Linked DNA regions of Sus scrofa: regions 2, 3, 4 and 5 are each linked to region 1. A link is a contact called in public Hi-C and HiChIP or PLAC-seq data. All regions are on one chromosome and are shown on one strand. The core of a region is the stretch at or near the end of the contact, and the rest is flanking DNA. Distances in the headings are between cores, read along the strand shown.

Region 1 (2,896 bases), core at 255-2,754:
GCACAAAAATGCGATCTAAAAGTGAAAAAAAACAACTAAAACACAAAAACACCAGCAAGCTACACTTGTGATCTAGTGCAGTATTAGTGCAGTATTGGTTACGGCTGAACTCAATCCTTTGAGCCTCCCAGCTCCCAGGGGGAGACCTTAAGTCTCGCACAGCTCTCTAGCAACCCTTCTGGCTGACTGAAGAAACACAGTGGACGCTTCACAGCAAAGGATAAAGCAGGGAAGAGGGCATCATCTTTCCGGGAGAGAAACGGAATCTTTAAATGAGGGAGAAAAACGAACGGGCGAAAGAGCAGAAACCTCAAAAAATTATGCCAAAAGGGACAATAAGGAGGAAGGGGAAGTAGATTAGACTAAAAGGGGGGAGGGGGCAAGTGACTTGCATTATACGGAGTAAGCATTTCGTGGCCGCAGAAGACAAGGGAGAAGTTTAGAAAGGCAGCAACTGTGGAGTGCAAAGTGAACAGAGGGACTAGAAAGCCCAGAAGACTAAAGCGAATTTCTCTAGTGCGCCTTTCTTTTCCACCCTCTTCTGAGACTCAAGAGTAGCAAAAGACAGAACCCGCGAGGGCACTTCGGCTCTTCTGCAAAGTATACTTTTGCTGCATCTGAAGCCAGCCTAGGTGAACTCCCTAAATAAGCTGTTAACTAGCATGGCTTTACAATCCTATACACAGAGAGAGCTGCAAATGAAAAGTGCCAGCGATTCTCTGCCCTCGATCACGGAAATCTTTCTTCGGAGCATTCCGATTAACTGCTGCTTACTTTTCTTAACAAATGTTTTTAGGGAAGCAGTCAAAAAAAAAAAAAAAGCGCAATAAAAGTAAAGGTATTTCTACTGGCTCCGGTAACAAACGTCCTCGCTCACAGTATTAATAGGGTTGGTGGGTTTCCTCCCAAAATTCGGCCCCCAAACACCAGGAGTTGGTGACGTGGTGGCCGTATAGGTCGAAGGAGCATCAATCACCATATTTGCAACCCGCCTCGAATCCCCCGCCTCCCGGGCCAAGTCACACTGACTCACAGAATGATTACCCTGTGTTCTCGGGCTTCTCCGGGTCCCCCCTGTGCAAACCTTCACGAAGAAAGCATAAAATTAAATCAGGAGCCCCCAGCCTCTCGTCCAGGGCTCTGTTCCAAGCCAAGGGTACTGAGAGGACGGTCCCCGGGAAGGAAGCGCCCCAAAAGGGGAAACATGGAGCCCGGAGCCCGGGCGCTCCGCTCCCCGCCCGGAGCCTCGCACTCCCGACCCCCAGGCCCGGCAGCCCACGGTACCCTGGGCCCGGTCCCCCGGGGCCGACTCCCGCGACGAAGCGGGGAGGAAGCAGCACGCGAGCAGCGCCGTCGCCGCCAGCCACACTCACCGTGGCGCAGCTGCTCCGCTCCACGCCCGGCCGGCCCCTCTGCAGCGGTGCGAGCGGCCGCAGACCCCTCTGCTGCTCCCCGAGGGCAGCGCCTATTCTCGCCGCCGTCACCGCCACAGTCTTCGTCGTCGCCGCCGCGGTCCGGTAGCTGAAGCAGCACAGCCGCCTCGCTTCCGCTCCTGGTCGGGGTCCCGCGAGAACTTCCCTGTGCGGCCCCGCCCCGCCCCGCCCCCGCGAGACTTCCCCCGGCGGAAAAGGCCCAGAGCGCAAGCGCTCCTCCTCCGCCAGGCCCCCCGCAGGTAGATCAGCTACAGGCCAGAGCGCAGGCGCCAGGCCGCCCCGCAGCAGGTGGCACCGACAGGGCTCCACCCCTGGGTCGCCGTAACCCTTTCGGTGCCAGAGCGGGTCAATTACAACTCACCTCCGAAAGAAAGGACTTTTTTTTTTTTATGCCCCACATTTGCATGATTCAATTGTCATATTACTTTTGATGGCCGATATCAACTTATTTTTTTTTTATTTCTCCACTGTACAGCAAGGGGGTCAGGTTATCCTTACATGTATACATTACAATTACATTTTTCCCCCAGCCAAGAAAGGACTTTTATGCACACCCTAATCACTTCGTTTTCCCCTTCCACCAACCCAGTTTGGCGGGGTTGGGGGGGAATCTCCCTCCCACGTGAAGCAAGCCAAATAGAGGATCAGGTCTGGAAATATTTGAGAATCTGGTCCAAACAAACTCTGCTGCGTTAGGTGAATGAACATATTCGTTCGCTCATCGATTGAACCAAGTGCCTAGTACATTCTAAGCACTGTGTCAAGTATAGAGGGTCCAACTAAGAACAGAAATCCGGGCCCTTTCTGCACAGAAACGAATTCAAGATCTATAGGAGGGAAAGAACAAATAATACCATAAGTACGGTCAGAATTATTTGGAGAAGGCTGAGGAGAGGCGAGGGGTCGCCGCTCCTCCCATCTCAGAAAAGCGTTCTCGGAGAACGCTGTGGCGTTATCTGAGCTGTCTTGGAGGATGAGTAGGAGTTTGCCAGAGAAGCCATTGCAAGGGCATTCCAGGCAAAGGGAACAGCACGCACGTACGAGGGAACGGAGGCGTGGGCATCGTGTTCCCTGCAACGCGAAGTAGTTTGATTCCTGTATGAGGCGGGGTGAGTTACCTGGTAGTGGCAGAAGATGAGGCTTGGAGGAGTAACTCTTATTTTTCAGTCCCAATCAAAGGAGAGAACAGAGCATCTGACGGTGATGTGAATTCCGGAAGCCACCAAAAGAGCAAGATATAAAAATTAAGAAACGTGGGAGTTCCTGTCCTGGCACAGTGGTGAATGAATCTGACTAGGAACCATGAGGCTGCGGGTTCGATCCCTGGCCTTGCTCAGTGGGTTGGGGATCTGGCGTTGTCGTGAGCTGTGGTGTAGGTCGCAGACGCGGCTCAGATCCCGCATTGCTGTGGTTCTGGCGTAGGCCGGCAGCTACAGCTCTGATTGGACCCCTAGCCTGGGCCC
Region 2 (2,896 bases), core at 295-2,794, 240 kb before region 1:
CACTCTTAGCTGATCTGGGATTCTTTTAGAGAGTGGGCAGAGCCGTTCCTAACCTGCATAGGGTGAAGCCCACTGTTCCCAGGCCTTTACTCCTCTGTCCAGCCAGAAGCAGAGAAGCCCCCTTGGCCGCCCTGGGCTAACATGCACTTCTCTGGGCCGCATCAGCTCCCTTCACAAGCTGAGGGGCCTGGGACCACCACCCTTCAAGAAGGAGCGGGGGCCCAAGCATCCAGACTACGGTCAAAACTCTTGGCCTGGGGTGTGTGCATAGGGCAGGGGCTTATCACAAGGACCTGAGACCACAGAGGGGCTCCCAGTGGGGCTGTGGCAGGCTGGAGTATGGCAGCCACTCTGCCCTCATGCCAGGCCCAGGGCCAAAGGCCCATGGCCCTTGCCCTCAGGAAGCTCACAGAAGAGTTCCCTAGTGGCTCAGCTAGTTAATGACCCAGTGTTGTCATGGCTTGGGTTGCTGCTGTGGTGCAGGTTCCATCCAAAAAAAAAAAAAAAAAAGCCAGCTTGGGAGTTCCCCTCATGGCGCAGCAGAAATGAATCCAACTAGGAACTATGAGGTTTCAGGTTCCATCCCTGCCCTTGCTCAGTGGGTTAAGGATCTGGCGTTGCAGAGAGCTGTGGTGTAGGTTGCAGATGCAGCTCAGATCCTGCTTTGCTGGGGCTGTGGTGTAGGCTGGCAGCTGTAGCCCTGATTGGACCCCTAGCCTGGGAAACTCCATATGCCTCGGGTGCGGCCCTAAAATTAAAAAAAAGCAAATAAACGCAAAAAGAAATTTTTTCTTAAAAGCAAAACAAAATAGCGCACAGCCCAAGCCTCTTTTATCCACCCATTTTCAAGCATGACTAGAGTGCGAGAAGCCACCTTCCTCCCTGGTGCTCTGTCCTCTGCGCCTGTGAGGTCTGTCTGGCTCCACAACCCAGAAAGCCGCCAGAGCGGTGCACTGAGGCTCCTTCTAGGGCCTGATGGTGCTGCCCCTGGTGCTCCCCGTCCACTTGGCTGACAAAATGCCTTAGGACATTACCCAGTTCCTGAGGTTTCTGGCCAGAGGTGGCAGACTTAGCACGAGTTTGGGAAGCAGAGGGTGCCAGGAAAAGCCGGCCACAAGGTAGTGTTAAAGGACCTACATGGAGGACACTGGGAGCCAGAGTTGCAGAGGACAGACACCCGAGTTCCAGAGGAGCGTCCCTTGCTCCAGAAGGCTGGGCTGCGCCCCCCTCAAGTGCAGAAGTATCTGGAAGTGCTTCTGCCTCGACAGTTCTCCCGTGGGTGTCCCTACACCCCCGCCACCTCTAAGCTCTTAAAGGCTCTGGCCGCGCTCCTCAGTGCTTCCACAACCTTCCAGGATCGCCGGCCAGGCGGATCGCCAGCCAGGCGGATCGCCCTCATCTGGAGCTGAGAAGCAGCAAGCGTTCCGCGCAAGCCCTCTAAGCTCTGCGAGGGCCCCGCCCCTCGCCCCCTTCGACCCGCCCCTTCCGCCCAGGGGCGGGACTAGGCGCGGCTTCTCCCGGAAATCCGGAACCTGGAAGAAAACCGAGCTCTGCCGGGCGCTGCTCCTGCTCCTCTCTTCCACAGCGGGCGGTTGTGTGCTTGTCTCCTGCGCCCGTCCTTAGATTTTCCACTCCTAACTCTTACGGAGTCCTGAATCCCCATCCCATTTCCCACACCCCAGTTTCAGCTGCAAATTACCGCAGAGCCTAAAGCCAGGAGAGGAGCCCGTTTCCCGCCCCAGTCCTCCCCTCCCCGGGCCGGTGGAGACCCGGGTAAGATTCTCGCCCCGCTTTCCGGCCTCACCTTCCACACACCTGCCGTTCCCTCGGGGGCCCTCCGCCGCCCGACCATGGCCCAGAAGCCGAAGGTAGACCCTCACGTCGGCCGGCTAGGATATCTTCAGGCGCTGGTCACGGAATTCCAGGAGACAGAGAGCCAAGGTGAGAGCGGCGGCGGGGGGAGCAGGGCGGGGGCAGGGGTCCGGCCACCGCCGCCGCCCCAGACCTGGTTCCAATGCTGCTTTTCCACTGCAGACGCCAAGGAGCAAGTACTGGCCAACCTCGCTAACTTCGCCTATGACCCCAGTAATTACCAGTATCTGCGGCAGCTGCAGGTCCTGGATTTATTCCTCGATTCACTGTCGGAAGAGAATGAAACCCTGGTGGAGTTTGCTATTGGTAAGGATGGGGTGCAACTCCTAGATGCCTGATGGGCTTTAATGAGGTCAGTGAGTTAGAAGTGAGTTTGGGAGAAAGGAATCTTAAGCAGTCCCTCAGCTGCGAAGCACTCATTCTGCGTGCCTGTCTGCGCTGCTTGCTTACAGGTGTGTGCATAAATGAGGAAATGGATTGAAGGCCGGTGCGGTCGGGAGGGGGGAGTGGAGTGCTCTTTTTAAACAGCTTTATCTTCATGTTTTAATATCCAGAGAAGTAGAGGTGACTTGGAATGGCTTATGCCTAGGACCTATCGAACTATTCGCTGGACAGGTATTATGGGGCATGTACTGTGTGATTAAGGTATTGTTCTAAATGCTGGGAAGATGGCAAGCAGGTTGGGGAAAAGGTCTTTGCCCTCGAGGAATTTACACTCTGGTAGAGGGAGACAGGTGTTTGAACAAAAGCTGAGGCTCTGAAGAAAATAAACAGGCTGATGAGGTGGAGCAAGGGGAGGTAGACACTCCTTTTGTTTTGGCCATCGTGGGAAGGCGGTCTCGGCAGAGGCACAGCATGGGCCCAGACCCTTAAGCGGGAGGAGGCAGAAGGAAAGGCTGATGTGGTGGGACTGTGGTGAATGAAGCTGAGAGAGGTACCAAATGAGGTCCAAGAGCTCGAGGCAGCTCCTGACTCAGAGCTAGGTGGTAGGAAAGAGTTTGTTGATTCTGAGGACAGACGTTCG
Region 3 (2,896 bases), core at 177-2,676, 220 kb before region 1:
CTGGTCGGGGGCAGGGCCAGGTGCTGGTTGTGGCAGCAGGTGAACAAGATGTGCTCCCAGCTTGGGGTCTCCTCTTGGCCTGTGACAGGACGCAGAGGAAGGCAGGGGACGCAATGGGTGACGTGGTGATCTCTACCCCCTCCCTCGTATCCCAGCAGGCCCAGTGCCCGGAGGGTGCCAAGGAAAATGGCTCCTACCTTGAATGGTGTCCTTGTCATCAATGAGCAGGTCCCCCAAGACCATGGTCTTGTCCCTCGTCAAGATAATGCGCTCCACAAACTGGGGCCCCAGGTGCTTCTCCACCCAGCCGTACTGTGTGGTGGGCACAAGTCTGTCAGGAGGGCCGGACGGACCCCGGAATTCAAGGCCAGCGAGCAAGTAGGTGGGAGGGTCTGCCGCCCTTGAAGCTATCGTCCCCTCCCCCCACCCCCACCCCCGACTTTGTGTGTTTCTGCTGGTTTCTTTCAAAGATGGGGCCTTAGGACCCTGGGTGTGCCGCCAGTGCCGCACCTTCTCGCGCACGCAGTGGTCATACTTGAGCAGCGGGCTGGTGCAGATGAAGACCTCAGTGCTGCGGGAAGGGGCGCGGGTCAGACAGGGTGGTGCCAGCCCCTGCTCCCCCCCACCTCCCTCCCGACCCTTCCTCACTCCTGCATGTCATTCATCTCCCGCATGGCTTCCAAGGCTCCAGGGATGGGCTCCAAGTTTAGGAAGAAGCCTGGGGCTTCATACACACTGGCCACTTTGTCCTGAAAGATACAGTGTTCCTGTCCTGGCTCTGCTCCCAGCCGATCTCGCCAGCCCCAGCGAGGACTCTCAAGATTCCTGGGGGAAGGGGGGCGCCTCGATCCCCACATCAGAGCCTCAGGGAGGGGACTTTGTTTAGGGGTAAGTACTCCTCCAGACTGTCTTGTCCTGGGACGAAGTGTGGATTCTGAAGTGAAAGCTTTGTCTCTGGACGTGGAGCACAGGCGGTCCTGACCCAAGGGGGAAGGCGCCCCACTCCCAGGTGCCCAGGAGGTTGGGGCTTCCCGTTTGGGACACTGGGGTCGGGGCTCCCGGTTCCCCCTGATCCTCGCCTCTCCCCCCACCTACCGCCAGGTCGGGGCGCAGGGCTCGGTACTGCTCCCGGGCGAAGAAGCCGCGGCGCTCCTCCAGCGGCACGTACGGCTCCCTGGGGAAGTTTCGCTGGAAGCCCCGCAGCAGGCCGGCCTCGAAGTCCGCCAGCACGCCGTCCATGTCCACCAGCACCCGCACGGGCCGCGCGTACCTTGCCGCCATCACCGCGAGGCACGGGCCGGCCGGAAGCATGGACGCGCGCGGAAACCCGGGCCGGAGCCGAGTTGAGCTCCGCGCCGGGACGGCGGCTTCCGGGAGGGGGCGGGGGGCGGGGCTAATTTGCATGGACGCCGGGTTGCCCCGCCCCCCGGAAGCACCGGGCCTCCCCCAGTGCCCCAGCAGCCGGCGCGGAGGTGGCCTGAGCTGCTCTTCTGGTCTGAGGCCGCGCCTACGTGCACCCCAGCCACCCTGCGCTCGGTGGCAGACGTCCTCGCTCACCTCAGACGTTTCTTGGGGCAGACCTTCCAGGGGCCCGGCAGAGGGTCTCTCCTAAATACAGATCAACGGCTTCTGAGAAGGAGCCAAGGCTGCTTAAACCCGTGAGCTGACGCCCCCTTTTAAGAATCCATCCCTGTCCTCCCTGCTTGTGGGGACTCTGGAGCAGAGCTCCCGCCACGTCAAGGCAGCACCAACCCAAGGCTCAAATCATGGGGACTCCCAGTGACCGAAGTGAATGAATCTGCTGAAGACAGCGGGTTCTTGTGAACAGAGCTCCTCAGACACCAATTCATAAACCAGAGCTGGCTTGAAACATGGGAGCATCTGCTTTAAGCATCCGGTTCACCTGGAGGAGGAGACTCAGGTAACCCAGACCATCCTCCTTTTTGTGGAACTGACACTCTTCTAGAATTGGAGTTATATCCTCCTCTAGAAAATGCTGAACGTCCGAATGTGTTATTGATTCTCCTTTTTGTAGATTTCACGTGTAAATTTCCTGACTACGTATAAATGTATTTACCTACAAACTAGATTCAGATTTGAGTTAAGTCACCCATCTTCCTGTAGTTTCCCAGTTGAGCACCCCAGTACTTCCAAATGGAACAGAAGAAGCTTTAGGAAGGGGAACCTGGTGATCAATTTTGAAATTCTACAATGGGCATTAGCAATAAATACAAAGCCACTGAGGTCACACAATTGTGTAAAAAGTCCACAAAATGCTGATTCTCCTGCTATCATCATTTTAAGATCATTCAACTTCACTTTGTAAACCCTAAGCTTTTTTTTTTTTTTTTGCTTTTCAGGGCTGCACCTGCAGGATATTGAAGTTCCCAGGCTAGGGGTCAAATCAGAGCTGTACCCCCTGGCCTGTGCCACACCCACAGCAACACCAGGCCAGAGCCGTATCTGTGACCTACACCACAGCCTAAGGCAACACAGGATCCTTAACCCACTGAGCGAGGCCAGGGATCGAGCCCGCATCCTCATGGATCTTAGTGGAGTTCGTTAACCGCTGAGCCAGGAAGGGAACCCCAAACCCTAAGCCTTCTAAGGGGAAAGTTCAACACCCTTAGCAAACATGTTTATATAGAATTTTCTGAAATGTGAAATAGTACCAAAATGACTGGCAGAACTGTCCCTCAGAGCACGTTTGGACTAGGCATTTACCTTCATGAAATAAAGACAAAAGCCAAGTTCACAAGTTGTAACACAAATGGGGGACATCTCTTTCCCAGAGCTCCATTGTTAGAGAGAAGGGTGCAGGTGCTCCACCTCTGAACTCCTAACTGAAACCGCAACTCAGGCTATGTGTAGGGCTAACCTGTCTTAGTGAAACTGG
Region 4 (2,896 bases), core at 193-2,692, 200 kb before region 1:
TCCCATTCTTTTCTGCATTTTGAAAGGAATGAGTTGAAAAGGGATGTCATTTCTAACTCTCCTTCCTAAGACTCACTGCAGAGCCTGCTTTTTGTCCCCAAGCTGTCCAACTCCTGGGAGACACTGCTATTTCACGGCTGTCTTCTTAGCCCCACAAAATGGCTCCCTTTGTGCCACCTGCCCAGGACCCCAAAGCTGGCCACACATGACTGCGAGTCATGATCAATAAAGAGATGCTCAGAAAAAGTGGAATCTAAGCTTCCTCCATGCCTTGAGCAGGATCCCAGAGATGCCTTTATCCCACCTTAAAAAACAGCGTGCATGCAATTAGCCAAGACAATGTGGACATTCCCCACCGCATCCAAACCCTTCCGCCAAGTTAGGCAAGGGCTTGGAAAAGGGTCCCAGTTCAAACACCGTGCCCAGGGCCCTCTTCGACAAATGCAGTGGCAAGAGTGACCAGAAAGGCCCCGGATACGCAGGTGGAGATAGTACGGAAGAGACAATGGATGTCTCCGGCCCCGCCCAAGAACAGAAAACCTCTTCCTGCAAGCAAACCAGGGCCAGAGATGAACTCATTTGGCAAACGTCAAACGGGGAAGGCAAAGAGGTGGGATGCAAAGACCGAGGTCCGAAGGTTTGAGCGCAGAAAACCCACTCGGAGCGACTCGCTCCCCCTCCCGTTCAGAGGTGGGCGCGCGAGGGGAAGGAGCAGGGGTCTTTTCTTTGTTAGCAAAGGAGAGGCACTTCGCGGAGGGCTGACGGCTGGGTCCTGAATAGGGGTGGCGGTCGCGATGACCGGCCCCGCCCGAACACAAATGCTACATGCCATGCGGACCCGAGTGGGTAGGAGCTCGACAGACCCGATCACTGCGGCTGCGGATCTGACCATCACGCCGGGCGCAGGGCCGCCACCTGCCCTGGGCCAGAGTCACGAGCGCGTGGCCAGGAATGGGACAATGGGCACGGATCGAGGTGCCCCGCGAGCTACCCAGGCACCCGGAGCCCAAGACCACCTCCCCGGGGCCAGGCAGGCCACGCCGCAAAGAGGAAAAAGCGAACCCTCTCGGCACGTTCGTATTGGCAAAAAAAACCTCCGCGCCCTGAGCGCGAGCGGCCCCAGCCCTTCACAGCCCCTCGCTCCGGGGGAGGAATGAATGGGAGAGGAGCAGGAATCGGGCGGGGCCGGCGCGCTGGACTCGCCGGAGGCACAAAGGCGACGCCGGTAGCCGAGCCCCACCGCCGAGCTGGGAAGGAGCGCAACGCCTGGAGCACGTTACAGCCAACGACCGGCCGCCAGACCCGCCCGGCCCCCTTGGGCAGCGGCCCTCCAGCCCAATGAGCCCCGCCGCCTCACCGGGAGCTATTCCTGCTGTTGGGGTCGACGCCCTTGAAGGTGGTGGTGGTGGTCATGGCGCCAAGGAGCGAGGTAGCGAGCGAGAGAGCAGAACGCCGAAAGGGTCAGGTCTGAGGAGCGTAGGGTAGCTCCCCAGCCCAAAGCCGGCAACCGCTGCAGGAACCTCCGCCACCGACAGCCCGCTGGGTCGCCGCCTTTATAGGGCCTCCAAGCCCCGCCCCTGCCCCGACATCATTGGCCGATTCAAATGGACCTGTAAGCTTCCATTGGTCCCTGGGAGTGCCAAACACCCTGCGGCGTCCCGACAGGCCGAGGCTGCTCCTGCTCAGCCTAAACCCGCCTCCTTCCTGGCCAGAGAAGAGCTAGGGACGTTTCCCCTCCCCCACCCCCAAATCTCGGTGATGATTGGATAAAGGACAAACCTGCCCCGCGCACGGTACAAGTTGTGCTCCCTGTCACTTAAAAAAGTTACCTGATAAAGCGAAAAGCTCGCTGTGTGCGAGTTGAAATCCGCAAGCCGAGGGCAAATTTATCTTTCATTTATTTGCCTTTCTCAAGGTGGGTAGCAAGGTCATGCTCCCCAAGGGATGAAAATTACTGCTACACATTGACATGTATACAACTGAATACCTACTAAGTGTCCTGTTTGGAAACCTGACAGTCCCAAAGCAGCAGCACTATGAGTCAGCAACAGAAAGCACGCGAAGATGATCCCTTCTAAAACGATTGGAAATTCTTTACATTTTACTGTTACTCTTTAGCTGTAATGGGTGGTGCATACACTAGACCAAAATTACAGTCGTTCCGATCTGAGGACCTGTGCTTAATAAGTCTGGTTAACGCCCGGCTTTGGGGAATGGCCACATCCCTTACTGCTAAGACTATGGAAGCACCCCAGGCCTCTGCAGCTGTTTATAACCCTTAAGTCATGACTCTTCCACCTGTCTGGCTAAATCTATCCCTGCAACAAATGCAGACACACTTGGAGGGTTCAGGAATGACTGTTTACAAGATCATAATAGGAAAGTCTTGGGCAAACAAGGGGGTAGGCCTTCCCCGTCATGCCGATTACTCAAGGCAGATCTCTATTTCAGTATTTCCATAAGTGAACTACATTCCTTTTTGTGTGGCCGCCTCCTAGACGTTCATGAAAAGCCAAAGACAAGTTCTTCTCTTCTATAAGGCAGGATCATGTCTTTAAGGGCTTACCACAAAAGCTTGAAGCACACACTTGTTTGGATTAAAGTCTCCCCCTTGTTAAAGGCTAAGCCTAAATTTCCAAAACCTTAAAACAAACAAACAAAACAAACCTCTTCAGGCCAACCCAGCATGCATCCCCGGCTCAAAAATCATATCATTATTGGGAGTTCCTCTTGTGGCTCAGCAGGTTAAGAACCCGACTAGCATCCACGAGGAAGAGAGTTCAATCCCTGGCCTCACTCAGTAATTTAAGGATCCAGTGTTGCCGTGAGCTTCGGCTTAGGTGGCAGATATGGCTTAGATCCCTCATTGTCATGACTGTGGTACAGGCCAGCAGCT
Region 5 (2,896 bases), core at 298-2,797, 180 kb before region 1:
AGAAATCCCAAAGCAACAATATTAAACAGCTGTCAGAGAAACACAAAAGCAGTCTACATCCAATACTATTCTTGTCAACAATCGATCTTCGAAGATAGGTCCCACTCAATTTACTGCAATGCCCTCTTGAATCTGAGTTTTTTTAATGACATATTTCATATCTCTCAGAATATACCTTTCCTCTAAAAAGATTAAAAACAAGCATCGTCTCTCTTCAAAGTACTTAAGAGTACAGAATGCAAGAAAAAAATCTAGAGCTTGCAATTCAAAACTCTAAGACGACTCTGTTAAAAAGTTACCAAATTCAGTTTAATAACAAACCTCAAAGTAGATTTAAAAAAAAAACCACCTTAATTGAAGAATATCCTTTGATTCTCTTCGAAGCAACGGTAATAACTCAGAACCACTATTATTGTTCGCCTCTACGAGCAGCTTCATTTTTGTTTATTTTTAGTTGGGAGCTTATTCTCCCCTCCCCTTTGTTGTCATGAGTCAAATGCTGTTATATTGCAAGTCTTCCTTGTAGATTTCGACCCAATCTGAAGTTTACCAAAATCAAGTATAGAAGGAACTCTGTTGCCCTTAAATCTCTTCAGAAGGGAGGCGGTGTCACAAAACAAACTCAAAGAAAGTAGCCCGTGTGCCAGGAAGAAGTGTGTGCCCTAGTCCTCCAGGGAGAAGCCTCCCAGCGCCTCAAAACCCGCGTTTAAAAAGTTAAGCCCTACAAAGTCTCTCTGCTCGTACATCTGCCTCCAACTTCTCAAAACCACATGGTCTCGGCAGCTTAGGGGTTATCTAGGACCCAAGGAAAAGCCCCTGCCCAGCCTCACCAAAAAAGTGGGAAATACTCCCCGGGAATCCCCAATCCCCGGCCCCTCACGACGGCCAGACGGGCATCCGGCTTCCAACCCATCGGCTGCTCATTGATTCGCCCCGAGCCTTCACCCGGCCAGGGCGGCCCGGGGCAGGGGTCCCCAGATGCCCGCGGCCCCGACCCCTGAGGGGGGAAGCCCGGGGCGGAGGGAACTCCCCGCCACCACCGAGGCGGCAACACCCGCCGCGGCCCGGCGCAGGGTCCGCGGAGGGTGGGGACACCGCGCGCCCTAACGCCCCTCGTCACGCGCGCCCGCCCGGCCGGGCCCGAGAAGCCCCGCTCGCGGCCGGTGGGCCCGCGGGCGTCCGCGATTTGCCCGCCCAACTCGCGCCCGGCGCGCACTCCGAGGCGGCCGGGGGCGGGGGAGGGCGGCGGGGCCTCCTCCGGCGCGGGAGGGAGGAAGAGGGGAGGGAGGAAAATGGCGCGGAGCGCCGGGGCCTGAGCCGCGGCCGCCCCGTGGGGGGCCCGGGAAGGCGCGGGGAGCCCGCGGCGGGCTCGGGCCGGACCCCGGCCCGCACCGTGACCCCGGCCGCGCGGCGAGGCGAGGAGGCCGGCGCCGAGCTCACCTTGGGCTTTTCGTCGGCCATGGCGAGCGCCGGAGTCTCCTCAGCTGCCGCTTCACAAAAGAGGTACCAGGTCCGCACCGAACGAGCACACAAGCAGCACCAGGAGCGGCAGAAGAAGGAGGCGGCAGCGGTGGAGGAGGGAGAGGGCGCGCGCACGTCGTGCGCTCCCTCCCCCCACCCTGCGTGCGCGAGCACGAGCCTCCGCAGCTTCTCATTGGTTGCCGCCTCGCGGGAGCGCGCAACGCTTACATAACCACCCCCACCCCCCGCCCCGCGCCGCCCTGGCCTGAGCCCGGCGCCCGCCAGGCCGGCGGGAAGAGGCGCGGACACGCGCACCCGGCCCGCCGCGGGGGCGCGCCTGGCTCTGGGCGGGGCTGTATTGTCCTCCTCCTGTGGTGGAGCTTAATCAAAATGGCTTCCAGCTGGTCCTCGGTGGGGACGAGGAGGCTTGAGGCCTAGACGTGAGGCACAAGCCGGGGAAGGCAGGCTGCCTAGACGAGGAAAGGGGAGCCTAAATCAGAGCCCAGCATGAAGTTCTGGGAAAAAAAAACCCTCTCAATCGGTGGCCCAGATGCAGTTTTCCTCAGGGTCAGAGGGACATCCCACTTCCAGCCAGCCTCTCATCCCTCGAATCTTAAATCCTCAGCCTCAACCCGCTTCCCACCGGGCTCTTGCCTTAGGGCCGTGACTACTTCCGTCGTGCTGGAAACCTTATACTTAGACTAGCTGAGGGGAAAGGTTCCTCCTACAGACTCCTTACGCATAGCCTGGCTTCCAACCTCCAAGAGGCCACAGAATCCGGAGAGAGAGGTACCCATTACCAAGGTTCCAAACCAGGCCATCGTTTCCTCCATCCATCTGGCTCAGAAATGGAAGTAGGTCCTTCCTGTCCTAGGAACAATCCTGACATTTGTGCCTTGGATCTCTCCTGCTCCTCTCAGAAGTTCGATTATTTCCTTTCTCTTGTATTTTCTTCCACTCCTACATTAGAATAGAAAAAGACTCAGAGAATTCCCATCTTCGCTCGGCAGAAACAAACCCGACTAGCATCCATGTGGACACAGGTTTGATCCCTGGCCTTGCTCTGTGGGTGTTGCCACGAGCTGTGGTGTAGGTCGAAGATGGGGCTCGGATCTGGAGTTGCTGTGGCTGTGGTGTAGGCTGGCGGCTGTAGCTCCCATTCGACCCCTGGCCTGGAAACCTCCATATGCCACCGGTGCAGCCCTTAAAAAAAAAAAAAAAAAAAAAGGACCAAAAAAAAGAAAAGAAAAAGACTGTCAATTCTAGTTCCTTCTGAAGTTATCGCCATATCTCTCTCCATTCTTGGCCAAACATCTTGAAAAATGTCCACTCCAGCTGTCTCCCCCCCCCTCACCTCCCACTCACTCCTCAATCCACTGCAATCTGGCTCCACAAAAACCTTCTGCAAGGTCACCACAGACTTCTTTGCTGAATC

The links. A called contact is a pair of places that touch in the nucleus more often than the background predicts. HiChIP or PLAC-seq counts read pairs in DNA pulled down with a chosen protein or histone mark.
Region 2: a contact with region 1 is called in a Hi-C map of mesenteric adipose tissue, with 2.5 times the contacts expected there. The contact joins the promoter of ARMC7 here to the promoter of GRB2 in region 1. A contact is called at or near these places in 2 of 5 promoter capture datasets (fetal liver and liver), 17 of 47 Hi-C or Micro-C datasets (alveolar macrophages, blood, embryonic fibroblasts and 12 more) and 2 of 2 datasets of contacts at active chromatin or transcription factors (alveolar macrophages and skeletal muscle).
Region 3: a contact with region 1 is called in an H3K27ac HiChIP or PLAC-seq map of alveolar macrophages. The contact joins the promoter of NT5C here to the promoter of GRB2 in region 1. A contact is called at or near these places in 1 of 5 promoter capture datasets (fetal liver), 17 of 47 Hi-C or Micro-C datasets (alveolar macrophages, blood, embryonic fibroblasts and 11 more) and 2 of 2 datasets of contacts at active chromatin or transcription factors (alveolar macrophages and skeletal muscle).
Region 4: an H3K27ac HiChIP or PLAC-seq map of alveolar macrophages shows a contact between it and region 1. The contact joins the promoter of JPT1 here to the promoter of GRB2 in region 1.
Region 5: an H3K27ac HiChIP or PLAC-seq map of alveolar macrophages shows a contact between it and region 1. The contact joins the promoter of SUMO2 here to the promoter of GRB2 in region 1. A contact is called at or near these places in 1 of 5 promoter capture datasets (liver), 6 of 47 Hi-C or Micro-C datasets (embryonic fibroblasts, epiblast stem cells, fetal liver and 2 more) and 2 of 2 datasets of contacts at active chromatin or transcription factors (alveolar macrophages and skeletal muscle).

The regions. Positions count from the first base shown.
Region 1 is chr12:5,939,331-5,942,226 of Sscrofa11.1, reverse strand. GRB2 (growth factor receptor bound protein 2) reads right to left here and starts at 1,504. Exons shown (of 6, transcript NM_001137628.1): 1 at 1,374-1,504.
Region 2 is chr12:6,181,730-6,184,625 of Sscrofa11.1, reverse strand. ARMC7 (armadillo repeat containing 7) reads left to right here and starts at 1,544. Exons shown (of 3, transcript NM_001243806.1): 1 at 1,544-1,941; 2 at 2,035-2,178. The coding sequence starts at 1,851.
Region 3 is chr12:6,160,950-6,163,845 of Sscrofa11.1, reverse strand. It overlaps NT5C (5'(3')-deoxyribonucleotidase, cytosolic type), which reads right to left and starts at 1,426. Exons shown (of 4, transcript XM_021066663.1): 1 at 1,096-1,426; 2 at 649-749; 3 at 198-571; 4 at 1-79. The coding sequence starts at 1,404. It also overlaps a transcript of ARMC7 not described here.
Region 4 is chr12:6,138,059-6,140,954 of Sscrofa11.1, reverse strand. It overlaps JPT1 (Jupiter microtubule associated homolog 1), which reads right to left and starts at 1,442. Exons shown (of 5, transcript NM_001048069.1): 1 at 1,358-1,442. The coding sequence starts at 1,413.
Region 5 is chr12:6,115,345-6,118,240 of Sscrofa11.1, reverse strand. It overlaps SUMO2 (small ubiquitin-like modifier 2), which reads right to left and starts at 1,547. Exons shown (of 4, transcript NM_213984.1): 1 at 1,441-1,547. The coding sequence starts at 1,461.